7 separate regions of the Mus musculus genome follow, and regions 2, 3, 4, 5, 6 and 7 are each linked to region 1. The links are chromatin contacts, called in public ChIA-PET, HiChIP or PLAC-seq, Micro-C and promoter capture Hi-C maps. All regions are on one chromosome and are shown on one strand. Each heading gives the region's core, a stretch centred on a gene start, on an enhancer-like site or on the middle of the called end of the contact. The rest is flanking DNA. Distances are from core to core; before and after follow the strand shown. Region 1 holds the start of Spag9 (sperm associated antigen 9). Region 2 holds the start of Epn3 (epsin 3). Region 3 holds the start of Cacna1g (calcium channel, voltage-dependent, T type, alpha 1G subunit). Region 4 holds the start of Abcc3 (ATP-binding cassette, sub-family C (CFTR/MRP), member 3). Region 5 holds the start of Luc7l3 (LUC7-like 3 (S. cerevisiae)). Region 6 overlaps Luc7l3 (LUC7-like 3 (S. cerevisiae)). Region 7 overlaps Gm38956 (a long non-coding RNA gene).

What was found. A called contact is a pair of places that touch in the nucleus more often than the background predicts. ChIA-PET counts read pairs in DNA pulled down with a chosen protein or histone mark. HiChIP or PLAC-seq counts read pairs in DNA pulled down with a chosen protein or histone mark. Capture Hi-C pulls out chosen DNA fragments and counts their contacts.
Region 2: a FOXA1 HiChIP or PLAC-seq map of pancreatic cancer cells shows a contact between it and region 1. The contact joins the promoter of Epn3 here to the promoter of Spag9 in region 1. A contact is called at or near these places in 4 of 39 promoter capture datasets (embryonic stem cells, hippocampal neurons and stem cell-derived epiblast-like cells) and 1 of 115 datasets of contacts at active chromatin or transcription factors (pancreatic cancer cells).
Region 3: a Micro-C map of embryonic stem cells shows a contact between it and region 1, with 1.7 times the contacts expected there. The contact joins the promoter of Cacna1g here to the promoter of Spag9 in region 1. A contact is called at or near these places in 1 of 39 promoter capture datasets (embryonic stem cells), 1 of 484 Hi-C or Micro-C datasets (embryonic stem cells) and 1 of 9 other capture datasets (embryonic stem cells).
Region 4: a contact with region 1 is called in a promoter capture Hi-C map of liver. The contact joins the promoter of Abcc3 here to the promoter of Spag9 in region 1. A contact is called at or near these places in 2 of 484 Hi-C or Micro-C datasets (CD8 T cells and cerebellum), 1 of 115 datasets of contacts at active chromatin or transcription factors (pancreatic cancer cells) and 1 of 9 other capture datasets (liver).
Region 5: a contact with region 1 is called in an H3K27ac HiChIP or PLAC-seq map of extraembryonic endoderm stem cells. The contact joins the promoter of Luc7l3 here to the promoter of Spag9 in region 1. A contact is called at or near these places in 6 of 39 promoter capture datasets (cranial neural crest, erythroid cells, frontonasal cranial neural crest and 3 more), 7 of 484 Hi-C or Micro-C datasets (CD4 T cells, embryonic stem cells, muscle stem cells and 2 more), 14 of 115 datasets of contacts at active chromatin or transcription factors (astrocytes, double positive thymocytes, effector CD8 T cells and 10 more) and 4 of 9 other capture datasets (adipose tissue, embryonic stem cells, liver and 1 more).
Region 6: a contact with region 1 is called in an H3K27ac HiChIP or PLAC-seq map of thymic regulatory T cells, with 2.8 times the contacts expected there. The contact joins the enhancer-like site here to the promoter of Spag9 in region 1. A contact is called at or near these places in 8 of 115 datasets of contacts at active chromatin or transcription factors (astrocytes, embryonic forebrain, embryonic limb bud and 5 more) and 4 of 9 other capture datasets (adipose tissue, embryonic stem cells, liver and 1 more).
Region 7: an RNA polymerase II ChIA-PET map of memory CD8 T cells shows a contact between it and region 1, with 46 read pairs. The contact joins the enhancer-like site here to the promoter of Spag9 in region 1. A contact is called at or near these places in 1 of 39 promoter capture datasets (embryonic stem cells), 1 of 484 Hi-C or Micro-C datasets (olfactory sensory neurons), 11 of 115 datasets of contacts at active chromatin or transcription factors (bone marrow-derived dendritic cells, effector CD8 T cells, embryonic midbrain and 7 more) and 2 of 9 other capture datasets (liver and pancreatic islet).

What each region holds. Positions count from the first base shown.
Region 1 is chr11:93,994,556-93,998,093 of GRCm38.p6, reverse strand. It overlaps Spag9 (sperm associated antigen 9), which reads right to left and starts at 2,003. Exons shown (of 29, transcript NM_027569.3): 1 at 1,521-2,003. The coding sequence starts at 1,823.
Region 2 is chr11:94,498,048-94,501,585 of GRCm38.p6, reverse strand. Epn3 (epsin 3) reads left to right here and starts at 1,612. Exons shown (of 10, transcript NM_027984.3): 1 at 1,612-1,893. Gm51873 (a long non-coding RNA gene) reads right to left here and starts at 2,546. Exons shown (of 2, transcript XR_003949592.1): 1 at 1,457-2,546; 2 at 1-188. It overlaps Mycbpap (MYCBP associated protein), which reads left to right. Exons shown (of 19, transcript NM_170671.2): 19 at 66-239. The coding sequence ends at 167.
Region 3 is chr11:94,472,581-94,476,118 of GRCm38.p6, reverse strand. It overlaps Cacna1g (calcium channel, voltage-dependent, T type, alpha 1G subunit), which reads left to right and starts at 1,921. Exons shown (of 35, transcript NM_001177888.1): 1 at 1,921-2,743. The coding sequence starts at 2,502.
Region 4 is chr11:94,391,208-94,394,745 of GRCm38.p6, reverse strand. Abcc3 (ATP-binding cassette, sub-family C (CFTR/MRP), member 3) reads left to right here and starts at 1,756. Exons shown (of 31, transcript NM_001363187.1): 1 at 1,756-1,875. The coding sequence starts at 1,831.
Region 5 is chr11:94,320,349-94,323,886 of GRCm38.p6, reverse strand. It overlaps Luc7l3 (LUC7-like 3 (S. cerevisiae)), which reads left to right and starts at 1,924. Exons shown (of 10, transcript NM_001361574.1): 1 at 1,924-2,197. The coding sequence starts at 2,099.
Region 6 is chr11:94,302,034-94,305,571 of GRCm38.p6, reverse strand. Luc7l3 (LUC7-like 3 (S. cerevisiae)) reads left to right here. Exons shown (of 10, transcript NM_001361574.1): 4 at 1,586-1,730. Among named protein-coding and RNA genes, the nearest start is that of Luc7l3, 18 kb to the left of the region's middle. Within about 2 kb of position 1,956, at least 5 of the 459 cell types and tissues checked have an H3K27ac peak or open chromatin away from gene starts, as enhancers often do. A contact at or near this core is called in thymic regulatory T cells, where this site is marked.
Region 7 is chr11:94,272,747-94,276,284 of GRCm38.p6, reverse strand. All of the region lies in intron 2 of Gm38956 (a long non-coding RNA gene), which reads left to right. Among named protein-coding and RNA genes, the nearest start is that of Gm38953, 3.1 kb to the right of the region's middle. Within about 2 kb of position 1,859, at least 60 of the 459 cell types and tissues checked have an H3K27ac peak or open chromatin away from gene starts, as enhancers often do. A contact at or near this core is called in extraembryonic endoderm stem cells, fetal liver, liver and 2 more, where this site is marked.

The DNA of each region.
Region 1 (3,538 bases), core at 754-3,253:
CAGAGGTAATAGGTTACATTGAACTTGCTCCTAATCTGTGTATATTTGGCCCCACTCTCTTCCAACTGCATCCACATCATGACAAAAGTCTGTATCAGTGGCAAGTGGCACCCAAGTGGCACGCCACCTTAAAGGCCTTGATCTGTTTTATAAACCAAGAAACTAACGGGGCTGTGGCCTTGTCTTCTTTTCAACCCTCCCTCCGTGTTTATTTGTAAACATACTCTTGAAATAAAGTCAATTTTGTTTGGCAAATTCAATGCCTTTCTTTAAGATAGGTGGACTGCAAAATCTCAATTACAAAGCGCCACTATAATCATGACTTTAAAAAAAAAAAAAAAGAATCATTTACCTGAATGCAGAGGCACAAATAACAAAATAAACTGCCTATTTAATGCTAGGAACTGAGCTGCCAAACAAATGTCACATTCTTCTACCGCGTCATGTAGTTTTGAAAAACAACACGTGGTTCCTTCGATAATTAGTCTCCTTCAATCACCATGTATTTAGCTAGGTACAGTAGATGTCTGGCACAAAAACAAGGAGAGCATTTTGACTGCCGAAGAAAGGTTCTTCAGAAACAATGCCAGGGCGCTCAGCCTGCAGGCTAAAATCCTGAACTCGCTCAAAAAGCTAGAGGATCATTTACAGCCCAGGATCCAAAAAGGCTCACACACTCAGGTGACGAGTACAAAGGTCACCGCTCAGGTGTTCGAGCAAAGAGCCAGCCAAGTGCACTTAGAAACTGCAGGATGCAAAGCAAACGCAGACAGGACAAGTGTTGTAACACTCACCCACACCTTCTCAACCCCGCCCCCCAGTCTTTATAAATAGAGGAGGCTGTCAGGGAACTGTCCAAGGTTACCACCTGACACGAAGGAGGAACATTCCTCTGTGAGGAACATTAATAAAGTAAATGAATGTACTGTATGTACTTACTGGACTCTGCTAGTCGACTTCTAAGTGGTTGACTAAGTGTTAAAATTAAATGGAAAAAAAAAAAAAGGGTACATAGGTAGACTTCCTTCTCAAGAGGATCTAAATGTCAAGAAGAAACTGACCGAAAGAGGGAGATCTCTAACTTCCCAAAGCAGCAGCAGCCCCCCCTGGAAAGGTACCGAAGCCAGCGGAACTGACACGGGCAGGACAGCACTGCCCCTCCCCATGCTAAAAGTTTGAACCCGCACCCGACTATCCTACGGTGGTCGGAAACTTCCCTAAACAAGAAGCAACCAGACACCCTCAAGTCTCCGCCCTCGGGCAGTCCCAGGTGCCCTCAGATGCCAGAGTGTCGCTTCCTCCCCCGGCCTTCCTCCCACTTCACCCCTCTCCTGGACACTCGCTGGCCTGCCTAGGCTTCCAGCACCGGCCAGTGTCCCGGGGTCCCGAGACGCTGCGGAGCACTGTCCCGGGCCCTGGATTCGGGCCTGCCCTTCAGGAGTCCACCCTGGCGCGTTGGTGCGCCTGGCGCGCCCAGCGTCCCCAGCCCGGCTGCGACCCCCGCCCCCGCCGGCCCTCACCTCCTCGGCGTGCTTGCGCAGCGCCTTCTCCCGCTCGTACTGGGTGATGAGCTGCTCGTTGTCGTCCCGCAGCAGCTCCAGCTCCACCTGGTGCTCCTGGTCCTGCGCGAACACCGAGTCCAGGTTCTCCAGCACGGCCACCACCAGTGGCATCAGCTCCTTGACCACCTCCTCATCGTAGCGCCCGATGAGCCGCTCGAACTCGCGGTAGATGGAGCCGGCCAGGCCGGACACCCGCTCTGACATCACGGCCCCGGAGCCTCCGGGCTCCTCCTGGTATACCACACCGTCCTCCAGCTCCATGGTGGCGGGCGGGCGGGCGGCCCCGGGCGTCGCCGGCTGAGGGGTGGCACGGGCCCGCACGGGACGGGCCCGGCGGAGGCTGGGGCTGGGGCTGGGCCCCGCGGGGTGGGGGCCGGAGCCCTGGCCAAGGAGGGGAGGGGTGGGGTGAGCGCACTCGCCCCAACCGCCGCTGCACCAACTGCCGGGGCGGCCCGGCCGCGCGCGCTACGCGTCACCCGTGGGGCGGGGCCAGCGCCGCGTCGCCCCGGTGGGCGGGGCCCCGCGGGAGGCCAGGCGCGGACGAGGGGCGGGGCCTGGCGGCGGCGTGCGCCGGCTGTGACGCCAACACCCGGCGCCGCGCGCGCGCGGACCGAGAGGTGAGAGGTGGAGGAAGTGACAGCCGGAGGCTGCGTTGGCTGGGCGTTCCCAGAGGAAAGGGAGGGGCTCTGAAGACTGACAACTTTCCCCAGGAGGCTGCAAGCGTTTTCTTCGCCTTTTTACGGCTCATCCCGCGCCTTCTTGGTGCGCCAGACGTGTGGACCCTGCTTAACAGACAAAGAAACTAGGGCCAGGGAAGTTGCGGGTTAGTCAAGGTCATACCGCTAGAACAGGAAAGAGGCAGAGGCGAGACTCTCTCTACTTCCTACTGAGAATTCTGGACTCAAAGGAAAACAGTGGATGAGGGAAAAAGCTGTAACTAGAATGACTGCCTAGAGGATCAGGTTGCCTCGAGTACGATAGTACACTTTGATGTTAAGGAAGAGTAAGGATAGCCTTAACCAGAAGAGCGAAGCGTCTGGAGAAGGGAAAATGAGTACCACTTTTTGCATTTTGCCAAACACTGGGTCCCTCTGCTCCCTGCCTATGAGAAAGACAGTTCTAGGCTGCAGCCACTACCACCGGTCCCTCTCTGATCTTGAGAGGGAGGTGGGGCTGGGAAGTGAGAGAAGAAGCAGAGGAGGCTATGGGGTGGAGTCAGTGGTGGAATAAGTCCCATGATACATGAAGTCACCTATCTTGGGAGTGCGTCACTCGTGGGGAATGCCACAACACCCTAGCCTTGGGCAGGCTGAGTCAGAGATTACTTCCGTGTATTCTCATCTTCCAGTCTCAAGTTTGGCGGAAGACACTCGCAAAAGCCTCTTCCCTTTGCCATAGCTGACTCAGATACACCGACTCCGACTCATCTAAATATATGGGAAGAACAGAGAGGATTTAAATAGACAAGTTATTAGGGAGAAGACTGGCTACCTCCCGGAGTCCTAAATACCCTGTTTGGTGTTTAGAAGTTTCAGATCATCCCCAAAGTCTCCCACACTTCCATCTCCCTGGAAACCACCAAAAGCTCTGTGGAGGTTGACCCAGTGCAAAAGGACAAAGATGAAAACTGTCAAAACAATTTCCCGAACCCCTGCGCCACTACCCTTAGTTTGTGCTCTCCCTGTCTCCCTTCCTCACCCTTACTTTGTGTATATGTCTGGATTCTAGGAATGCTGCCCAGCTAGTTGAGTATGAGCTCAAAATGCCCTATCGATTTTTAAAAAGAACTTTATTGTTTTGTTTTGTGAACTAATGTTTTGCCTGTGTGCATGTCTGGGCACCAGTCCTGTGCAGAGCCTGCCGACGGTGTCCTGTCAGCTAGAACTGGAGTTTTAGCTGGTTGTGAGCCTCTATGTATGTGGTGGGAATCAAACCCTGGTCTTCTGCAAGAGCAGCCAGTCCTCTTAACTGCTGAG
Region 2 (3,538 bases), core at 363-2,862, 500 kb before region 1:
CTGATACATTGGAGCCTGCAAAACCGAGCAAACCTTGGCCTCTGATGTCTATCCCTCTCTTCCAGGTCTATGCGTTGCTGGACAACCTGGTGACAGATGTGATGGTCCTGGCTGATGAGCTCAGCTCTACAAAGAATGTTGAAGAGTCTTTACGTTTTTGCAGCTGATTCTTGGACCCAAGCTTCCTCCTGGGAAGATGGTTTGAAAAAAGTCAATAAAGAATCTTTAGGTTCCTACCATTTCCATTTCCATCGTGCCTCTGGGGATGCTGGATCTCAACGGCATCAGGCGAAGGTCTAGGACCTCCTGTATCCCACCTGCTCACATGTGCAGTTCTCAGAGCCACACACACCAGAGAGGTGATGATTAAGGGATAAGCAGAAGAGTTAGTGGGTGGTGGCAGGGCAAGGAATGAAGTCAGGTGACAGGACAAGATGGCCTTTCATAGCAGTTCCCTGCCTCAGGCCTAGACTTTCAGGGCCGTGCTTCCTGAAGCCAACTCAAGTGAGGGACTAGGGAGAGAAGCAGAGATGGCGAGACCTGACTGTCTGAAGGCTTCTACTTCAGCACCCTCCTCATCCTTCAAGATGGCAAAGATGGCACCTGTCAAGCTCTTTAAACCCGGCAGGAACTGGAGCTGAGCTCACACCCACCCCAGATCTGAAGAAACACAAAGGCATAACTCTTTGCTGTACTCCAAGAAACTCTCACAAGTACAGTTTTCCTCTTCCCATTCATTCCCTTTGGGGATCCTTGTCCTAAGCCAGAAGTTAATACTTGAGGCTCTGGTCTGCTAGATCCCTTCCTCCAGTCAACTCATCTGGCCCTGGAACCATTTTTCTGCTATGGGACACTGAAGCAGCAAGGTTGTGGGTTCAAAATCAACCTGAGCTGCATGATGACTCTGAGGCCAGCCTGCGCAATGTCGGGGTGGGGAAGGGAAGGAGGGACCACAACGTTTCAAAACAACAAAAACAGCTTGAAGAATTCCTACTCCTTCCTGGAACAAAGGAATGTGGGACTGTGTAGTAGGTGAAGGGTAACAGCTGGGAAAGCACGCACTGCCTGCTCAGATCATCCCGGGGTTTCTGTTGAAACGACTGTAAACAACTGGTTAGGCTGGGGGTCTCTGGGAGCAGTGGAGGAGTGAGGGAAGCCAGTAGCCAGGGACGCTAGAATTCATACTGAGCTCCCATATGTAAGCATGTAAGCTATGGAACGAGCTTCAGGGCAGGTAGGATCCTCCCGGGAGTTGGAAAGGCAGAGTCCTCAGGCCCCTTGGAGAGGCTGGGGAAGCCAGCTGGGAGTAGGTAAAGACCAGCCCCAGGGAATGTTCTGTCTTCTGCTTTAATGTCGTCCGGCTAGGAGGGTTAAGGCTTGGGATAGGTATTGGAGTGGCCTCCATTCCCACCCTCACCTACTTCTAGCAGAGGAGGTAGGGGAAAGGTTAACTCACTTGAAGGGTAGGAGTGGATGAACTCCAGCTCTGTAAACCTCTGGGGTCACCGGCTGACAAACAGGCCAGCCTCCTCCCCTGAAGGCACCGCCCGGCAGACAGCAGGAAGGGGTTAAACACGCCCGCCCGCCCGTCATCCTGTGTCCTGTTACTGCTGAGGCAGACCTGCCTGGCCAGCTGAACAACTTTCCTCCCGAGAGTGCTGGCCGGCAGGAGTCGAGGAGGCAGCCGCGAGAGTCTGAGCGGCCACCCGCTGGGGGGACCCTGCGGTCCTTCCGAGAGAGAGCTCTGTGCCTTTCGGTCCAAGGTAGAGCTCCCGCGACCAGGGTTTATGGTGGATGGCTCTGGGGCTGCTCCTGAAGCTGTGCCATCCCCATACAAGTCAGAGGGTCACTGCAGAGGCTGCGGGGGCTGGGGCGAGGGAGCCCACTCTGGAGGTAAGCTCCCTCCCGCGCCGCGGTGGCGCCCTGCATGAAGGCGGGGTTGGGGGGTGGGGGTGGGGGCTAGAGTGGGCTCAGGACTTAGTCTCTTTCCCAACCTCTAGAGAGTAAGGCAAGGGCTGTGGAGTACCGGGAGGCTTCTAACCTGCAACTTCTCTACCTTCCTGTTACCCCCAGAAAAGGGGCGCAGGGCCATCTGGAGATTCCTGATAGCGTTTCTCCCAGATCCTGGCACATCTCTGTATTTACACCTTTAACCTCAGAATGACCCTTTAGTCCACTGCTCCCTGGGACACAGCCAACTCAGGTCTGATGAAGCCACACAACCTAGGGCTAGGGAATATCCAGTCCCCCATTCCCTGAGCAGCAGGAAGGACACTGCCACTCCCCCATTGCTTACTCTGGAGCTGATGGGGACAGAAGATGGGGAGGGGTGCTGGCTGATGGGGTGCACACAGACTTTGTCAAATTCCCGTGCATGTGATTGGTTCTTTCCATCTCTCTGAACCTCCACCCTGGGGATGCCATCTGCTTCTTCAGTGCTGACTTTTAGGAATCTCTCCATCCCCCACTCTGGCACCCTTCTGGATTTGTGTCCTGAGAGATCCCACTGCTCCGAATCTCTTTGGGAACCTGTGTGTAGGTGGGAGTCTACACTCTAGCCCCCCCCGCCCCCCCCCCACTTCCTGACTAGCCTGTGCACTCCGCTGGAGTACCCTCCTGCCTTCTTTCCATTTCTGAAGCAGCCTCCCCAGGTCCTGGCTTCTCAATGTCCTTCCCTCCACCTGGCAGGGTCTGGCTCAAGGTCACTGCAGTAATTCCATACCGGCTGCCCAGGGCTGCCGTTGCCGCTGCCGCAGCTGGGTTTGTGTTTCACTCCCTTTTATTCCCGGGCATATTGTGTTCGATAAAACCTTCTGCTTGTAACACCGCTGGCAGGGCTCCCAGCCGCGCCCGCCTCCCGCCTTCCTTCCCTCTCAACTTCAGCTTCAGGCATGCTCTGGGACCTCACCCTGGCTTTCTTCCTCCTTACTGTGTCCCTACTGGGTGAAACACCATCAGAGTCTATGACAGGCTAGGGTGGAGGAGGCTCAGGCATCTTCTTGTGCCTCTGATCCCTTCCTTTCCCCCCAAGTCCAGCAAAGGTGTGTCCACAATGTCCACCTTGCTCCTAGGAGAAAAATCCAGGAAGGGCCATGGAGCCTACACAAAAGGTCCCTTTTCCATGGAGGCTGGCTGTATTCACCCTGGCAAAGTAGGAAGGCCTAGGAAGCCAGGCCCAGGTAGGGCTCTGGTGGAGTCAGGATGTCTGATCTGACTGGTTCTGCCAATTCCAGCGGCCAGCAGGGAGGAGCATGTACACCAACCAGGGCGGGCTTCGTGCACAATTATTCCCCGTCTTGACTCTGCTGCTGCCAGCCCGCCCTCCCACTGGGGAGGTGAGCACAGGCCTGAGTCATTAGTAAGGGGGAGGGCAGGAGTTTAACAAGTTGTGGCTGTGGCATTCCCACAGAAGGCCAGCCGGACAGAAAGACAGAAAGACGGAAGGTAGGCAACACTATGGGCCAGTGGGGATCTGATTTCCACACAATTCCATCCTTTGGCTCAAGACTGGGACCTGTGAAGACTTGTGGGTACTTTG
Region 3 (3,538 bases), core at 672-3,171, 480 kb before region 1:
GAGGGCTCCGAGTTCAAGATTGGCGCCTCACACGCAGAATGAGAGCAGAGACTCCCTCCAGGAGAAACAGGCACTTAGGGGATGTGCTCATTAGCATGAAATGCAAATAGGCCTGGCCTCATTTGCACAACTCAATGCTGGGATTTGGCAAAAGGGCAACCAGGAAGGTGACAGCGCCGCAGCAAGCTCTGCCCTCTTCACCCCATCTTGGCAACTGGCCGGAGTGGGAGCTGACACGGCCCCAAACCCATGTCATGGTGCCAGGAGGCCTCTGGAGGATGTGTGGGTGGCTCAACTTTGTCAGGGAAGAACGCCTGCGAATCAGGGGCTGCAGGAGGTGATCCAGTCCATTCATTCCTCAGCCTTCCCGCAGTGGCTTGTGCCATTCCGGAGTCTACCAGGACTACAGATCCTGTCGTTTCCATCGTAAAGATCCTACGCAGATTGTAAAGATGTTTTCCCTGCATCTAACATAAACGCTTCCCCCCTCCCCCACTCCCCATCACGTTCAGAATTCCGGTGGTGCTTGTTTCTCTGGTACCCACAGCCCTTTGGAGGCTGTGAGAGAGATAGAATCGACTGAGCCCCTGAACATAGGGAGATGAAGCTGGGCAAAAGCCCGGGTCTCCATTTGCGTGTACATGCCTGTGAAGCACAGCGCCAGCACCTCTCCCAGTCCAGTGGTGGAGAAAAGTAACTCCAGGAAGCATTCATCTCTCAGACACTTCTCTTAAGCTATACTGGAATCAAGGGGAGAAACTGAGGCAGGAAGTAGAATTTTGCAGGATGAAGTTGTTAAAGCTCAGCTCTAGGTATCATTCCTTACAACATGCGAGGCCCACAATGGCCTTAGCAGGCTGTTCCCACTTCGGGGCTGCAGGTGATCCAGGCTCTACAGTCTTGGTGCCACGCCTGGAAGCTATGCTTTTCCAGCAGGAAGCCCCTGAAAGGAGTCTCCAACCTTCAGAGAGCACTAGAAGCAGGAGATGACGCTCAGAGCATCAGTGAGAAGACCTGCGGGTTGGGGTTAGGCCAGGGTCAACATCTTAGAAGTGGACCGGGGTTCTGGACCAGCAAAGAGGCTGGTGGGAAACATTTCCAGACCACGCCTACTTCTACCTTTCTAGCTACGCCTATTTTTCCCAAACAGACCCCTTCCAGCCTGAAACACCAGACTCTTCTTCCTTCTCCCCAGTCTGACCCCCAGGTTCAAGCAGAGGATGGGTTATTAACCAGGTGAAGAGTCAGATTTAGCTGTGGGATCCCGGTAACACCCCTAACTCCTGTGATTCCTGTCTCCCTTCTTTTTCAGTTCTGCTTAGACCTAAGTTCTGACTTCTGGCTGCTGTCCAATTTCGGGGTCCTGGACAAAAGATGTCAGAGGCTCGTAGGGCTACCCTAGGACCAGATGCCAAATACTTTGATTTCTCGAGGCTCCCTCCCAGGGGAGTCCCAAAGACCCAAGAGGCCAATAGAAAAGTGGGTTCGGTCTGGACAGTCGTCTGATTGGCCCCAGCCTTCGGGAGCGAACCCGGGGGCAAGAGGAGGGTAGAAAGGCGGTCGTGGTTTTGGGGTGGGAACCGGATTCCAGCTGTGGCTCTCCCCCTGTACCCCCTCCCGCACTGGCACGGCGGCTGACCAATGGAAGGGCGGTTCTGGACCGGTGACGCACGGCGATTGGCTGTGAGATTGGCTGGGGAAAGGCGGGGCCGAGGCTTGAAGTTGGAGTGAGGGATCCAGCTGTGGTGTGCGCCGGGCTCCTCGCCGCCGCTTTCTCTCGTTCTCTCCCTCCGCGTCTCGGCCGGAGGAGGAGGCAGTGGCGCCGGCGACAGCTACGGCAACGGCAGCCACGGCGGCGGCAGCGACATCTCCGCCTCCACCCCCGCCCGGGACGGCCCCCCACGGTCTCCCCGCCCCTCCCGGTCCTCTAGCCCGCCGCGGGGCGGAGGAAGGAGCCAGCCCCCACCCCCTCCAAACCCACCCCCAAAGAGATCCCTCCTCCCCTCCCCCTCCCCCCGCCGTCTCTGGCGTGGAGCCGGGACGATGCTGACCCCTTAGATCCTGCTCCAGCTGCGCCGAGGGAAGAGGGGGCGCCCCTCCCCGGACCCCCGCCCTTCACCGGGTGGCCCCTTTTTTCCTCCTCCTCTCGGGGGCTGCTTCACCGAAGGTAGCGCCCATTCGGGCAACCGGAGCCTGGGCGCGAAGGGAAGAAGCCGGAACAAAGTGAGGGGAAGCCGGCCGGCTAGTCGGGGAGCCCCCGGGAACCCAGGGGAAGCGGGACTCTCGCCAGGCGGGGCTTCCCTGGGACCCGGCGCCCCGCGGGCAGCATGCCCCTGAGGGCAGGGGGAGCTGAGCTGAACTGGCCCTCCTGGGGGCTCAGCAAGCTCTCTAGAGCCCCCCACATGCTCCCCCACCGGGGTCCCCCGGTTGTGTGAGGACACCTCCTCGGAGGGGCTCCGATCGCCCCTCTTCGGACCCCCGGGACCCCAGCTGGCCAGAGGATGGATGAGGAAGAGGATGGAGCGGGCGCCGAGGAGTCGGGACAGCCCCGGAGCTTCACGCAGCTCAACGACCTGTCTGGGGCCGGGGGCCGGCAGGGGCCGGGGTCGACGGAAAAGGACCCGGGCAGCGCGGACTCCGAGGCGGAGGGGCTGCCCTACCCGGCGCTGGCCCCGGTGGTTTTCTTCTACTTGAGCCAGGACAGCCGCCCGCGGAGCTGGTGTCTCCGCACGGTCTGTAACCCATATCCTTCGGGGCACAGCGATGGGCCGGACTAGGGGGGTCCACAGGAGGGCGGGCCGTGTTGCCAGAGGGGACCGTAAGCCAGGTGAGTTGGAGAAGTGAGCCTGGACTGTGAACAGTTGAGTGGGGGACTGTTAAGGAGGGGAGGGGGCGTCCGAGTAGAAGCGGAGACTGGTGGGTACCCCAGACGAGCCCCACCTCCGAATACACACACCTCAGCCTTCCTTGGGCGGGGGTGAGGGGTGGAGGGTTGAAATCCAAGCTAGGAAAAGAGAGGAGAGGTGACCCTCTGGTAAGCATCTGGATGCTCTACAGATGTGGGCAGAGGAGGGTCGTCATCCTCCAGATGTGGGCAGCTTCAGGAGCCTGGGCTTTCTACTCCGCCAGCCCGCCAGCCGCGGGTTAGCGAGCTGGGTTTGGTTTTCGAGTTTGGGGGCAGGGGTGGAGAGGAAGCTGCGGGGACGGAGGAGGGGAGACCGCAATCTCCTGGGGTTTCCTTATGCCCCCGCCCCAAAGTTTGCGGCGGATTCTAGGGTCCAGTCCCCCGATCTAGTAGTCCTGAAGGCTGAGGTTTTTACTGACCTAGCGGGAAACGGGGGGTGGGGGCAGGTCCTGTCCCCCCAACACCCTCCCAATCCGCGGGTTGGAGGCACAACAAGGAGATTTCGGCGGCGGCTGATGTCAGGGGTGCAGAATGAGAACAAGATGTGGTGAAGGGGGAGCTGTCTGCCCCCAGAGCTGGACTGGAGCCCCTTTCAGAGAGAGCCCAATGCGGCCAGCGCCCTCCCCACCTCAA
Region 4 (3,538 bases), core at 507-3,006, 400 kb before region 1:
TGATCTTAGATGCCTAGACTACAGGGTAGGAAAGGGGCTTCCGTGGTCCTTTGCTAACTCACTTTGTCCATGAAACTGGTCCCAGAGACATGAGGAGCCTGTCACGGTTACATAGGGTACTATAGATACTACCTGAGGCATGGAGGGGAGGTAGGCATGACTGCTGGCTGCTTTGAGGACCTTCCAGAGTCTTCACACAGAAGTGTAACCAAGGGCACGCTGACAAGTTACGGAAGCTCCACGAAGTCTTCTGTACAGAGGTTGGAGGAAGACAGGATGGGAGAGAAAGGGGCAGAGGGAGGAGAGAAATCGAACAGGTGACTAACTGTCCCACCCCCACTCTACTAGCTTCTCCCTAATCTGGCTTCCAGTACTTCGTGCCTGCCCAGAGGGGTAACGGATGGTCTACACTGTCCTACCGGGTCCCTCCAACGCCTTCAGGAGGCTAAAAATACCCTGTCCTGACTGGGAAACAAATGCCAACCACACACACACACACACACACACACACACACACACACCAAGAGCTTGCAGATAGAGACAGGGGTAAATTAGACCAAGAGGATTTCTGCTCACTCCAGAGAGGTGTGGGTGAGTTGGGATCGTATCAGGGAAGAGAGAGAAGGAGGGGAACCCAGCGTAGCCAAGCTGGGAAGGCCATTTTACAGACTGACAATGTGGAGGCTCAGCGTTAAGACACGGGTGCACGCCTTTAATCCCAGCCCTTGGGAGGCACAGGCAAGCAGGTCTCTGAGGTCGAGGCCAGCTTGGTCTACAGAGTGAGTTCAAGGGTAGCCAAGGCTATTCAGAGAAACTCTGTCTTAAACAAACAAAAAAACATAACAGTGAGCCGGGTGTGGTGGCACTCGCCTTTAATCCCAGCACTTGGGAGGCAGAGGCAGGTGGATTTCTGAGCTCGAGGCCAGCCTGGTCTACAAAGTGATTTCCAGGGCAGCCAGGGCTACACAGAGAAACCCTGTGGTTTCTCGAAAAGCCAAAAAAAAAAAAAAAAAAAAAAAAAAAAAAAAAAAAGCCATGACAGCAACAACAAAGGGTCAAGGTGTTAGTGAGGGATTTTCCTGAGGCCTCACTAGAATTAACCTAGGTTGGGTATTACATGTAGTCCATGCGGGTTATAGTTTGTTTTGTTTTGTTTTGTTTTTTCTGTTGAATCCTCAGAAAACTCAGTGTGAAGGATTCTATTATGGTGATCCATACTTCACCAGTGCAAAAGTGGGGAAGAGAAGTGCCCTGGGCAAGACACGGGAGCCACAGAACCTGAGAAGGCAGCAACTTAAGGGGACCACAGGGAAGTCATACACCCATCTATTTGGTACTAGGACCAACTTCATGCCCCACTCCCCTGCTGTACACATGTGCATAGACACATCACATAAATGTGCTGGTCTCAGTTCTCTGGTAACGTATGAAGAAAGAGACTAGGCTCACGAGCACTTCACATACTATAGACAATGATCTCCTATTTATATATAAAGCCAGAAATGACCCTACCTTTAGAAAGGACTTCTTTTACAGTGAGACTCATTCTCACGTCCATCAGCTTCGGGGTCTATAAGCTCAGGGACTAGTACAGTCAATTAATTACCCATCCTTACTCTACTGTCCCTTTCTTACATTATCCTTTAGGTACCAGCACTTTTACCAAGGCTGTGTTGCAATCGCTGGGGACAGGGAGAACTTGACCCAGAGGGCCTGAGGGCGGGGCGGGGAGGAGTGCCTATGGAGCAGGGAGTCAGAGGCGGTTCCGGGGCAGATCTGCTGGGGCTGAGCTGAACTGAGATTCCAAGTCCTGCGGTGCACCAGAGCCACATGGACCGCCTGTGCGGCTCCGGAGAGCTGGGCTCCAAGTTCTGGGTAAGAAGCGTCTCTTGGTATCCGTGCTACGGAGGAAGTAGGTGTCAACCGTGGGATGTCTGGTCTCTCGCCCCAACACAGCCTTCCGGAGGACGCACCTCCGGAGTGCGGAGTGCGGGAGCAGCAGCTGATGCCCTGGAAAGGCGGATGTGCATAGTCAGACCTGGGAGGGTCTAAGCTCCAAAGGGGGAAGAATGGGCGCAGAAGGATGTATAGCCACGGCTGTGCCTTGACCTACCGCGGGGAGAAGCTAGGCAGAAAGGAGGCTCCTGGAATCTGTAGTTGCAGGGCGCCAAGAATAGGGAAGCTCAGGCGCTTGCCTGTTGGTGTAAGTCTCTCTGTCTGGTGGATCCCAGGGACTTTTTGCGTTTTGCATAGAAGAACACTTTGTATTTTGCCTGCATCCCTAATGAATGAATCCACCCGACCCCACCTCCACTGGACCCGACCCAGTAACTGTGCCTTGGTTGTTCATCCAATCTTCCTTGCCTATACCCTAGGGCATCCAGAGCCCTGATCCGTCAGGACTTGGTACAGCTAGACCTTCCAGGCCCTGTTTTGGGAGGCTACTGTTTCTGTGAGCAAGATCCACCTGCAGGTCTGTGAGGAGACCCTATCTACACCCAGGACATATGAGAGAGAGAGAGGAGAGAGGAGAGAGAGAGAGAGGAGAGAGAGAGGAGAGGAGAGGAGAGGAGAGGAGAGGAGAGGAGAGGAGAGGAGAGGAGAGGAGAGGAGAGGAGAGGAGAGGAGAGGAGAGGAGAGGAGAGGAGAGGAGAGGGAGAACTGAGGTGTCCAAGCCCAAACCTTTCCATTGATAGATAAGGGAAATGGGGGTCTAGAGAGGTAAGGAATTGTGCCAAAACACCAATTCCACGAAACCAGATAAAAATAAAGTAAGTTAAAGCAGGTCTTTTGTACTGGGGTTATAGCTCAGGGGCGTGGCGCTTGCCTGATATGCAGGAGACTGGGCTCAAAACACAGTACCGTGAGGGTATGGTATGTGCGCACGCGCACAAGCTCAGTGCAGAAAGGTAACTTTCTGTGTCTCTCCTCAAATCCTTGTATCAGTCATCTTAAGCGTCTGAAGTGTGTGCAGCCTCAGCACTTGTTCCTCCACCAGGCAAAGCAACTGGGGACACAATCTCAGCCTCACAGGCAGAGTGTGACACGGGGCTACTTTCTCATTACCCAGGGGTTGCCCGCCCTTGTCTGGTTTCAAATCTAGAATCCGAATCCCAGTCTGTGTTTCTTCCATGACGAGTATTTGTGTATATGCATCCGGTGTGTGCAGATGTGCGTGTGCAGGGATGCGGGTGAGCTGTTTTGCACAAACGTGTGCTGTGTGTCTGTGTGTGAACAGGCATGTGAAAGTCAAGAGCCACACTCCAGTGTTGTCATTTAAGGTATCTCGGACTGGGCTGGGCACAAAGTGTAACATGGACTTGAGAGAAGTGAAAGGTCCTGAGTTCTCCTCCGCTTCCAGCCTCGCAATGCCAAGAAGCTGAATGTGGCTGCACAGCCTGTCATCCAGTATTTAGGAGCTGGAAATAGAACCAGAAATTCCAGGTTATCCTTGGCTACAGGGCAAGTACCAAGGCCAGCCTGAGACACATGAGACTTCATTTCCAAACAAACAACAAAAAGAAAAAATTAAAAGTGC
Region 5 (3,538 bases), core at 675-3,174, 330 kb before region 1:
TTATATGAGCCACCAACTTTGGGCCTCCAATTTTTAATTTTAACTTTTTAAATATAATTTACTTTATGTGCATTGGTGTTTTGCCTGCTTGTCTGTCTGTCTGGGGGCAGGGGGTGTCTGACCCTGGAGTTAGGCAGCTGTGAGTTGCCATGTGGGTGTTAGGAATTGAACCTGGGTCCTCTGCAAGAGCAGCCAATGCCAACAACTGCTGTGGCATCTCTCCAGCCCTTAATTTTTTAAAAATTACATTCTATTTTATGTGCCAGTGTCTGTGTGTGTGGATCAGCCCGTGGAGGTCAGAGGACAGTTTTCGGGAGTTGGTTCTCTCCTTTCTCTGTGAGTCCGGGGGATGAAACTCTTGTCACATTCATCCAGCTTGTCCACAGATGTCTCTCAGCTTAGTCATCTCACTAGCCCCTGGGTTTTATTTTTTTTAAAAATTGTTTTAGACAGGAACTCACACAGCAACCCATGCTGGTCTGGAACAATAATCCTTCTGGCCAAGCCTCCCAAACAAGGGGATTATAGGCCCGGTCTGCTATTCCTAGCTGAATATGAATCTTGTTTTTGAGACAATGTCTCACTATGTAGCCCTGGCTGGCCTCGATCAACTTGCCTCTGGATTGCTAGGGATTAAAAGTTTGCAAGGCCGAATTAATACTTTTAAAGAAATTCCAGGGAGTTCACCACTCAGCATGAAGAACAGAGTTTAACCTCCAGCACATACATGTAAAACAGTGGTTTATAGCTGCAGTACTAAGGAAGCAGAAATAAAAGGATTCGTAGGGCTTTCAGGCTGACAGAGAGCTCACGTCCCAGTGAGACATTCTTTTTGAAAAAGGGTTTCTCTGTATAACAGCCATGGCTTTATACAGAAACTTGTTTTGTAGACCAGGCTGGCCTCAAACTTAGATATTCACCTGCCTTTGCCTCCCAAGTGTTAGCACTTAAGAGGCAGAAGCAGGTGAACCTCTTTAATTCATAAAATCCACCTGACTCTGCCTTCCCAGTGCCTTCCTAGATAAAAGGTATACGGTGACAGCAAGCCCAGCTAAGTTTTCCTAATCTTTTGAAAGTTTAGATTGAGGAGCAATGGTGGCACGTCCTAGCACTCATAAGGCTGAGACACGGGAATCTCTGTGAGTTCGAGGCCAGCCTGGTGAGTTCCAGAACAGCTAAAGTTACAGAGAAACCCTATCCCGAAAAACAAAACCAAAAACCAAACAAAGGTGGATAGTTCCTGAGTAATGGACTCCAGAGGGTAACCTCTGGTCTCCTCTATGATTCCCTGAACACACAGTAACACATTTGATACAAAGTGAAGGAAGATAAATTCCTGGATTGGAGGTATTACAACATAATTCCTCCACCGCATATAGTCTATTCCTTGATTTTCCTCCCTAAAAATCGAGGAAGTCCGGACAAAACCGGGTAGAAGAGTTGAGGATTTAACTCGCTGGTAGAGCGTTAAGCGTTAAGGTTCCCGGTTCAATCCCCAGCATCGAACTGGGTGGGTGTGGGAAGGGTGGAGGGTGCAGACATAAATAAGGACAGGTAGAGGAGGAAGAAACTACAGCGACAGGAAAATGGAGTCTGAGCACGATCGCAGCTCGCTCTTCTTGTTTCCCTCCCTGGAAGATGGTCCCCCGCACACCACGTGGACAAAGGGACATTTTCTCCGTTTCAGGGCAGTGGCAAAGGACCCAGAGCTAGATTGCTCTTTCTCCAAGTAAAAAAGAGGCCGACACCGGCAGCCGTTAGAGCGTCCACCGCTCCGTTGGGTGGAAGGCACGGCGGGGGCGGAGTCAGTGCCTGGCGGGGCTTTGCCCCGGGCCCGGGCCGGAGGTCCCGCCCCCTCGCCGGAGAAGCCGCGCTGCCCGCCCTCGCAGCCCGGGCCTAGGCGTGTCTCCACGGGCGCACGGCATGCTGGGAAGGTGCCCGGGCGGCGGCCATTTTGTCTTCTCGGCTCCTCTCTGGAAGAGGCTTTTCGAGCTTGAGAGTGGGCCGAGGGGGCTTGGTTCGGCGGCCGGGCGGCTGGTGGGGTTTTTTATCGGGTGGGTGCTAGGGCTGGCGTGAGCAGCCGCCCGGAGGAAGCACCATGATTTCTGCCGCGCAGTTGCTGGATGAGTTAATGGGCCGGGACCGAAACCTCGCCCCGGATGAGAAGCGCAGCAACGTGCGCTGGGACCACGAGAGCGTAAGTCCCGTGGGCCTCGGGCCTGTGCCCCGGGGACTGGGGGAGGGGGAGCTGAAGGGACCCGAGGGCGGGCCGAGGCTGGCCCGAGCGGGGTGCGGCGCGATTTGGGGGGACCTGGCCGCGCCGACTGAAGCACCTGACGGCGGAGGGAGGCGGGCGTGCGGCCCAGGACGGAGGGAGGATTCCGCGCCAATCCGGGGGATAGCGGCGTTTGTTGTTGTGTGGAGGAAGTCCGGGATGGCGCTTGGCTGGGCAGAAGAAGAAGCACCTTGGTGAGGCCGAGAAACGCGGGAAAAGGAAGAAGGAAGGGCTCGCTTGATTCCACCAGAGCTCCGGGGTTTTACCGTATGAATAAGAAAGCAGGCTTCCGTTATTTGGGTGCAGTCTGTCTGTCTGTCTGTCTGTCTATCTATCTATCTATCTATCTATCTAGAGTGTGTGAGTGTGTGTGTGTGTGTGTGTGTGTGTGTGTGTGTGAGAGAGTCGGGAGTCATATAGATAGATAGCCTGACTCCCGACCAGTATTCGTGGGGAAGGACATCGTAGCAGTGCATTGCTTAGGAGTGCTGCCATTTGGACACTTCTGTGAGAAGGTAGACAGTTGAAAGACGGAACGAGGTACAGTTTTATCATGAACAGTTTTTTGCTAATGCGGTTTGATGGCCGTTTGACGCGTGCTTGATGGCCGTAGTAGACCCTCAGCTAGGCAGTTGTGAAGGTTTTTGTTTTCACATAAACTCATTCGGTCCTTTTACTCTCTTAGAAAGGTTAACTATAACTCCTGGGTCGCAGGTGAGGCTAAAGCCTCTCTCTCTCTCTCTCTCTCTCTCTCTCTCTCTCTCTCTCTCTCGGTCTCTTGGTGATCGGGAAAGCTAAATCTAATTTTTGTAGCACTGTTGAGGTTGCACTGTTCTTCGTGCATATACTGTACTGTATTTCAAGTACTTTTTATCTAGTTTTGTACGTGGAGCACACTGTCTTAGATCTGAACTGGAGAGTGGGTACACTTGATTTTACCTTGCAGTTATAATCAAACAGCAGTTTTAAATCACTTGATAAAATATGAGAAAATGGCTCAACAAAAGCTTTGTTTTGTTTCTGTTTTTGAGGCAGTGTTTTACTCTGTAAGCAGGTGGTTCTCGAACTTGAAATCCTCACTCCGCTTCCAGAGTGCTGGGATTACATCGTTGCCACGATTGGCTAACAGGCTTTTTAGGAAAGTAAATTATGTATTTTTTTAAATCTATTTATTTATTATATGTAAGCACACTGTAGCTGTCTTTAGACACACCAGAAAAGGGCATCAGATCTCATTACAGATGGTTGTGAACCACCATGTGG
Region 6 (3,538 bases), core at 707-3,206, 310 kb before region 1:
GAATCTTTCTCTGTCCCTCAAGCAGAAGTATAAGTGACTATAGTGTCTGCATAGCTTGTATGAGTTCCATCTCTGTGCTTGCATGGCAAGCACTTTATCCACTGATCCATTTCCTTAACCTCCAGCTTTGCCTTCAATTTTCTGTTTATGGTGTTTCCAGACACAGTTTCTCTGTATGGCCTTGGCTGTCTTGGGTATTTTTCTTTCCTCTTCCCCTGACTCCCCCCGCCCCTTTTCTTCATTTCTTTTTTTTCTTTTTTTTTTTTTTTTTTTAGATAAGGTCTTACTGAGTAGCCCTGGCTGTCCTGGAATCACAATATAGCCCAGGCTGGCTTTGAATTCACAGAGACTTGCTGGTGCTGGGATTAAAGGCATGAGTCACCAAGTCTGGCTTATTTTCTTCTTCTTAAAAATTTATTATTATTTGAGAAGGTGTCTTACTATGTAGACTATCTGGCCTGGAACTCACTATGTAAGCCAACTGGCCTCAAACTCACAGATACCCAACTGTCTCTCGTGCTATAACTAAAGAATATACCACCATGCCTAGCTACTTTTTAATTTTCTGAATTACATTTTTTAAAGATTTATTTATTTATTTATTATATTTGAGTTTGCTGTCGCTATCTTCAGACACACCAGAAGAGAGCATCAGATCCCATTACAGATGGTTGTGAGCCACCATGTGTTTGCTGGGAATTGAACTCAGGACCTCTGGAAGAGCAGTCAGTGCTCTTAACCGCTGAGCCATCTCTCCAGCCCTCTTAATTACATTTTATTTAGTTTACTATATAAAAATGGGTAGAGTACCTTCTACTTCTATTTTGTGAAATAGTTTGTGCAGAACTGGAATTAGATCTTCTTTGAAGGTCTGATAGAACTCTGCACTAAACCCATCTGGTCCTGGGCTTTTTTTGGTTGGGAGACTATTAATAACTGCTTCTATTTCTTTAGGTGATATGGGACTGTTACTATATGCCTGAGTGTACCAGTGCCATGGTATATTTATGGGGCTAAGAGGACAGCTTCTAAGTGTTGGTTCTCTTCTATTGTGTGAGATCAAACTCAGGTTGTCAGGCTTGGCAGTGAGTATCTTTACTGACTGAACTGTCTCACTGGACCTGACTCCTGTTTTATAGATATGATTTGTCCTGGATTCCAGAGCATAGATAGATGCAAAGTGGTGGTATAGCCATGGCTTAAACCTGTGTTTAAAGCTTGTGTTTTTACCCGGACCTATTAATGCAGGCCTATAAAACCAGCTATTTGAGAAACTGAGACAGTAAGATCTACGTTCAAGGCCAGTCTGTGCACTTAACGGGGAGTTTTATCACAAAACAAGGGGCTGGAAAATACAGCTCAGTGCTAAAGCACTTTGCTAACTTGTGTTCAATATATAGTACCACCAAAATAAACAGCCAGCTGATTATTAACCAACTGCAATACAGTATATAGTGCCTTTCCCTTTGATAGGATAACATCTAAAAATATACTTCATGTAAGTTTAGGCTTTGAGACGGGGTGATAGGGAATATATATATATGGCTTGTAATGTTTAAAAGTTTATTTGTTTTCACTTTATCAGGTATGAGAAGAGTTCTCGCTTTATGAAAGTTGGCTATGAGAGAGATTTTTTGCGATACTTACAGAGTTTACTTGCCGAGGTAGAGCGCAGAATTAGACGAGGTCATGCTCGTTTGGCATTATCTCAAAATCAGCAGTCTTCTGGGGTGAGTATGAAATGGACTTAGAGTTTGTAAAGAACTCTGTTCTCTGTAGATGTGGCTGTCTCATATCATTTTAAACTCGACTTCCATTCATTACTCTGTCCTTTAGAATACATAAGGTTTGAGGAGCACCTTCCTTCTGTTGTTTGAGGGTTAGGGAAGCGTCTCCCCCCTTCCGCGTGCATGTTTGGTCTGATGGTGCTGCTGGAGGTCATGGGCTTTGTATATGCTAGCACGTGCTCCACCACTAAACCACACGTTCGTTCTCCAGCCTCTGCTCCATGCTAGGAAGACCAGGGCGGGTGGTCATCCTAGTAACTAGCTCCAACCCAGTGACTTACTTCACCTCCACCATGAGAATAGGATAAGCAAAGGGGCCAAGACTGTGTAAGGAGATTGCTTTTCTGAGGAGAGCATGGGTAGAAGAGACTCCTTTCTGTGACCTTTGAAGGCAAGCAAGGAGCTAGCTAGCCAGCAGAATCAAACGGAAGCCGCTCGGGTTGGGCTGCAGTAAAGCATAAAGACAGAAAAGGAGAGGAGGTTATTTCCCCAGACAGCTGTGACAAAGCTAGAGTGCAGGTGTAAAGATCTTAAGTATATTTCTCAAAGGCTCACTCTGGCTTTAGGGTGGAGAATGGTCTGAGGTGTGTACAATGAAAGCAGCAAGTTATCTGGGGGTTGTATGATTATGGTGGGCTGGGTGAAGGTGGTTGAAAAAAACAACAGCTTGCTGGGGTGAGGATTTGGGTGAACAGAGAGAGGAGAAATTCAATCTTCCTGCATGGTTCTTGGTTTGAGCATCCAGGTGACTAATAGAATTTAATGTAGATTGGAACTGGAGGATATTCTCTGTTCAAGTTTCTATCTTAGAAATGTCAGATTTGAAATGCCTTAAATACCTAAGTAGAGACATTAGTAGGATGTGAGATGTAAGATGCGAGCTTGCAGTTGAAAGTCAAGCATGAAACCAAAATCTTCCCACTGTATTACTTTCTGAAAATTACTAACCTTGGCCTAGTGCCTTGGTTTTGTCTCTGTTAAATGGAAATAATAAAGTAGCTATCAGTCAAGTCAAGTTTTGTGATCAGTGGTAACACACATGGGTAAATGCCCAGCAGGTGTTAGCTGTTTGAGCCTGGAGCTCATGGAGGGGCTCAGACATAAACGTACAGGTCTTGGATCTTCTTGTGTAGATGGTGTGTGGCTGACACAGGTTAGCTTCTACCCCCCAACCCCCATTTTGGCCATAAAAACCAACTATTGGGCTTCTTTGTAGTTCTTAAACAATCTTCATTAATAAATGGTTTTGCTAGGAAGTTTTCTTACTCTTTTTTTTTTTTTTTTTTTTTTTTTTTTTTTTTGAGATGGGTCTTGCTATATAACCCTGCCTAGCCTGGAACTCAGCAATACTCTTGCTTCAGCTTCCTAAGTAGTAGCATGGCAGGCATTTGCTGCCATGCCCAGTTGAAGATTTTTCTCTTCAAATGTCAGTAACTGTATGTAATTGACCAAAGATAATTGGATTAGTATCAGGTGATTAAGCACTATTATTTTTCTGCCAAGATGGGGTCTCCTGGCTGGGCATGGTGGCGCACACCTTTAATCCCAGTACTCGGAAGGCAGAGGCAGGCGGATTTCTGAGTTCGAGACCAGCCTGCTTTACAGAGTGAGTTCTAGGACAGCCAGGGCTACACAGAGAAACCCTGTCTCAAAAAAAACAAAAAACAAAAACAAACAAAAAAAAGGTTGGGGTCTCCTGTAGTGAAGACTGGCCTTAAAGCTGTGTAGTTGAGGGTGATCTTGAAATCTTA
Region 7 (3,538 bases), core at 610-3,109, 280 kb before region 1:
CTCGGTCCCTCTCTTTCCAGACAAACCATATAGTCCACCATGTCCAGTTTATGTGGAGATACGTGTAGGGTGTTCTGGGAATGTTGGTATCTCTGTCCCCTAACTTCTGTGGCACCCAGATGCTGAAGCTGGGGTGAGGCAGGAGAATGCCTCCCATGGTTGGGGTTTTGCTGAGGCAAGGCTCTGAACTCCAATGTTCAGCAGTCAAGCTCCCACAGCACAGCCTTGATAAACTAAGGCATTATGATACATCACAGGCTAGGATGATACACCAAGAAAGAAGCCTGGCTGACAATTCCAACACTAGCCTGTCACACCTTTTACCCTGTTTTTTGGTACTCTGGTACAGGCTGACTCATCTTCTCCAGGACCGCAGGGTTTGTTTGTGCTCCTGGTAACTTGAAGGGTGGAGACAGGGCTCTTGGATGTGGTTTCTAAGAGGTGAGGTGGGGTAGAAGGTAGACAAAGACGAGCTACTGGTTGTACACAGCAGAAAACCAGGCTGGCTAATTCTGCCCAGTGAGAATTTTCTGGAAGGGTGACTGAGCAGTCCACAGAATCACCAGGTAAACTAAGAAGACCCATCTCTTAAATTGTCCAGGAACCCATAAGACTGCAGTAGAACCACAGGAAAGGACTCTAGAGGACCGTCCTGCTGCCCCCAGGGTCAAGTTGCCCCTGGATGCTGTTGCTGGGGACATGATGAATGGCATCTCTGATGGCCCTGGCTTCTCAGGGGGCCCAGGTTCAGTGCCCACGAACTCTGTAGGGATGTTGTGAGGGATCTTTGGCCTGTAGGGGGTTCCCATTCTGGATTAGCCCCACCTCCACCATGGTGTGTAGCTGCTAAGCAACCAAAACCAACAAACACCAACCTCTGTAATTTCCCTGAATTTGCCATTGCCAAGAGGCAGTCTCCAACCTGCCTCCCGTAGGCAGCTGGCTACTCAGAGTACCGCTTGCAGATGTGGGTCAGAGACCTCACGAAGCTCGGTGAAGCCGCCCAGACAAGTTGAGTGCTTCTAGAGAATTCCTACGCCAGCCTTCTCTCCATGGCTAGGGCCATTGAACTCTGTCTCAGGCATGGTTTAAATCTTTATGTAGATTACATTGGGTCTTATATCTGTTTTGTTTTGTTTGTTTGTTTATATGTGTGTACGTGTGCGCGTGCACACAAATGCCAATGCTGACACACATGTACAGCCCAGAGGAATACACCAGTGGCTTGTTTGATTGCTCTCTTCTTATTTCTGGGAATCTACCTGTCCCCACCATTAGAGCACAGCCATGCCCAGCCGGGGGGCCTGGGGATCCAGGCTCAGGTCCTTGTACTCTCATCTCTCTGGCCCCTGAGAATTAATTTTAAAGTTTGACAGCAATGACTAGGATTAGACAGGTAAGCTGTAACAGGAAATAAGAAGTATTGAATGTCTTGGGAGAGAAAGGGGGAATGCGATTGAAGGACCTGAATGGGGAGCTATGTGACCGGCGGGTAGAATCCTCTGAGTGACTCAGAACTCCTGTCCCTGACTCAGCCCACCTTAGGAGCAATGACCTCACACTGCAATCTGTGTCCTCTTCCTGTCCCACTTCACTGATCTCCCCATTTCCTCGGCCCCTCAGTTAGTGTGTCCTTGGGGCTCAAGGCAATATGAAGTCTCATGCTACACTGCTCAGTCTTGCCTACACAGCCTAGCTCCCAGGTCTCCTGGATCTGGAGCCTGCAGACTCAACTTGGCTACCTTTCCCTGGGCCACAGTCATGCTGGTCCTTGCCCCCACCCCCAACCCCCACCCCACACACACCTGCCGGTGAGGCCTGTGCACTGGCTGGTCCACACTGTGAATGGACTTCTGCATCCCCGCTGCAGGCATGCCCAGGCATGTTCTTGCGGTGAGGCAGAGAGCTGATAAGGCCTCAGCTTATCTCCCTGAACTCTGTGAATGTTTCCCTGGCCAAAGAAAACCCATGGCTGAGGCCAGAGTCCATATTGGGAGACAGCAGAAATTGGTGGTATACTCTGAGACAGGGGGATTGGAGAACGTGAGACCTGCCATGAAGGCCCGTGCTCCGAGTCCTTTGTGCCCAGTAGATCTGCCTCTGCCAGTGTCTCTGTCTGTTGGATGCCCTCTCATTTTTGCCCTGTTAAGCGTGTATGCCAGGCTTGCCTTGTGCCAGGCCCAGTTCTAGTCCCTGGAGTATGCCAGCACACAGTAGGATTTGTGCGTGCAGCACTTACAATTTAGAGATAATGACACCTCATAAACAGGAAAACCAACACTGGGCAGGGCTACCAAAAAAAATGATCCGAAGAAGGTGCTGTTCCTTCTTCGATGAGGTAGGCAGGAAAGGGCTTGCTGGCGTGTTTGAACTGAGAGCTCATGAAAAAGAGGGAGCCAAGCCCACCGGTGGGAAAGAAAGTTCCAGGTCAGGACAGTGCAAAGAACCAAAGTCTTGGAACAGTAGCCTGTGTATGCGAAACACATGGCTACATGGCTAGACCAGAGTCAATGAGAGATAGACAGTGTGCATGTTCGCATGCATATTGTAGCATCTGGTGAGGACTCTGGACTCTATTCCACGTGTAAGAATAGTTGTCTGAAGCAGTCGATAGGGCAGGGAGAAGCAACCTGAGTTTGTCAGGAGGTTCCTGTCTGCACAAGAAAAATGGGTCAGGGAGGGGAGAAGGAGAGCAGGGGCCCAGTTAGGAAATGTTGCCACCTCGGAGGTAAAGCTGGTAATAGTGGTGGCCCAGGAGGTAGCCACGCTCAGGAGTCACTTTGACTCTGTGACCCTGGTGTTTGCCAGTGCTGGGGAGGACAGGAGACAGGAAGGGGATGGGACTGATACTTTGAACCTGAACGCGTGGGCAAACAGAGTTGCCACCTGTAGACCTGGTAGGCACTGTTTGAGATCCACCAGTTCTGCCGAGAGGAAGGTACGTCTAGGCCCTAGACACAGAGCCTGGTTTGTGAGCGATCACGGGGCCTGTCGTAGTGATTGGGGGAAAAGGAAGCACAATGCCATCATCTGCCTCACAGGGTCATCTATGTCACTGTGCTCATTCACTCATTCAGTAAGACTTGAGCGAGCTCCAGACGTAATAAGCCAGACACTTGCGCGGGTTCCCTGGGAAGAAGAGAACCCTAACGAGACAGTGTTGCAGGCTGGAAACAGTGTTGCCTTGCTTTCTTGAGACAGTGCCTGGAAACAAAGTAGCTGCATTTTTCTACGTTGTTTCTTGACTTTTTGGTCAGGAGACAGATAACCAGGAAGCTAATGTATGTAAAAGGGGCTACTGTAAGGCCAGTGTGGTGCTATATACCAATCAACCCATTACAGGAAATAGAGGCAGAGAGATCAAGAGTTCAAGATCAGCCTGAACTGTGTAGTAAGACAATACCTTGTCTTAAATAAATATAGAAAAAAATACATCTTATATGAAGGTGGGTGAGTGAAAAGAAGATTGGGCCGAAACAAAGACAGTCTCAAAGACCGAATCCCAGACTCCTCTTAACCCAATTCATTTTCACAAAGT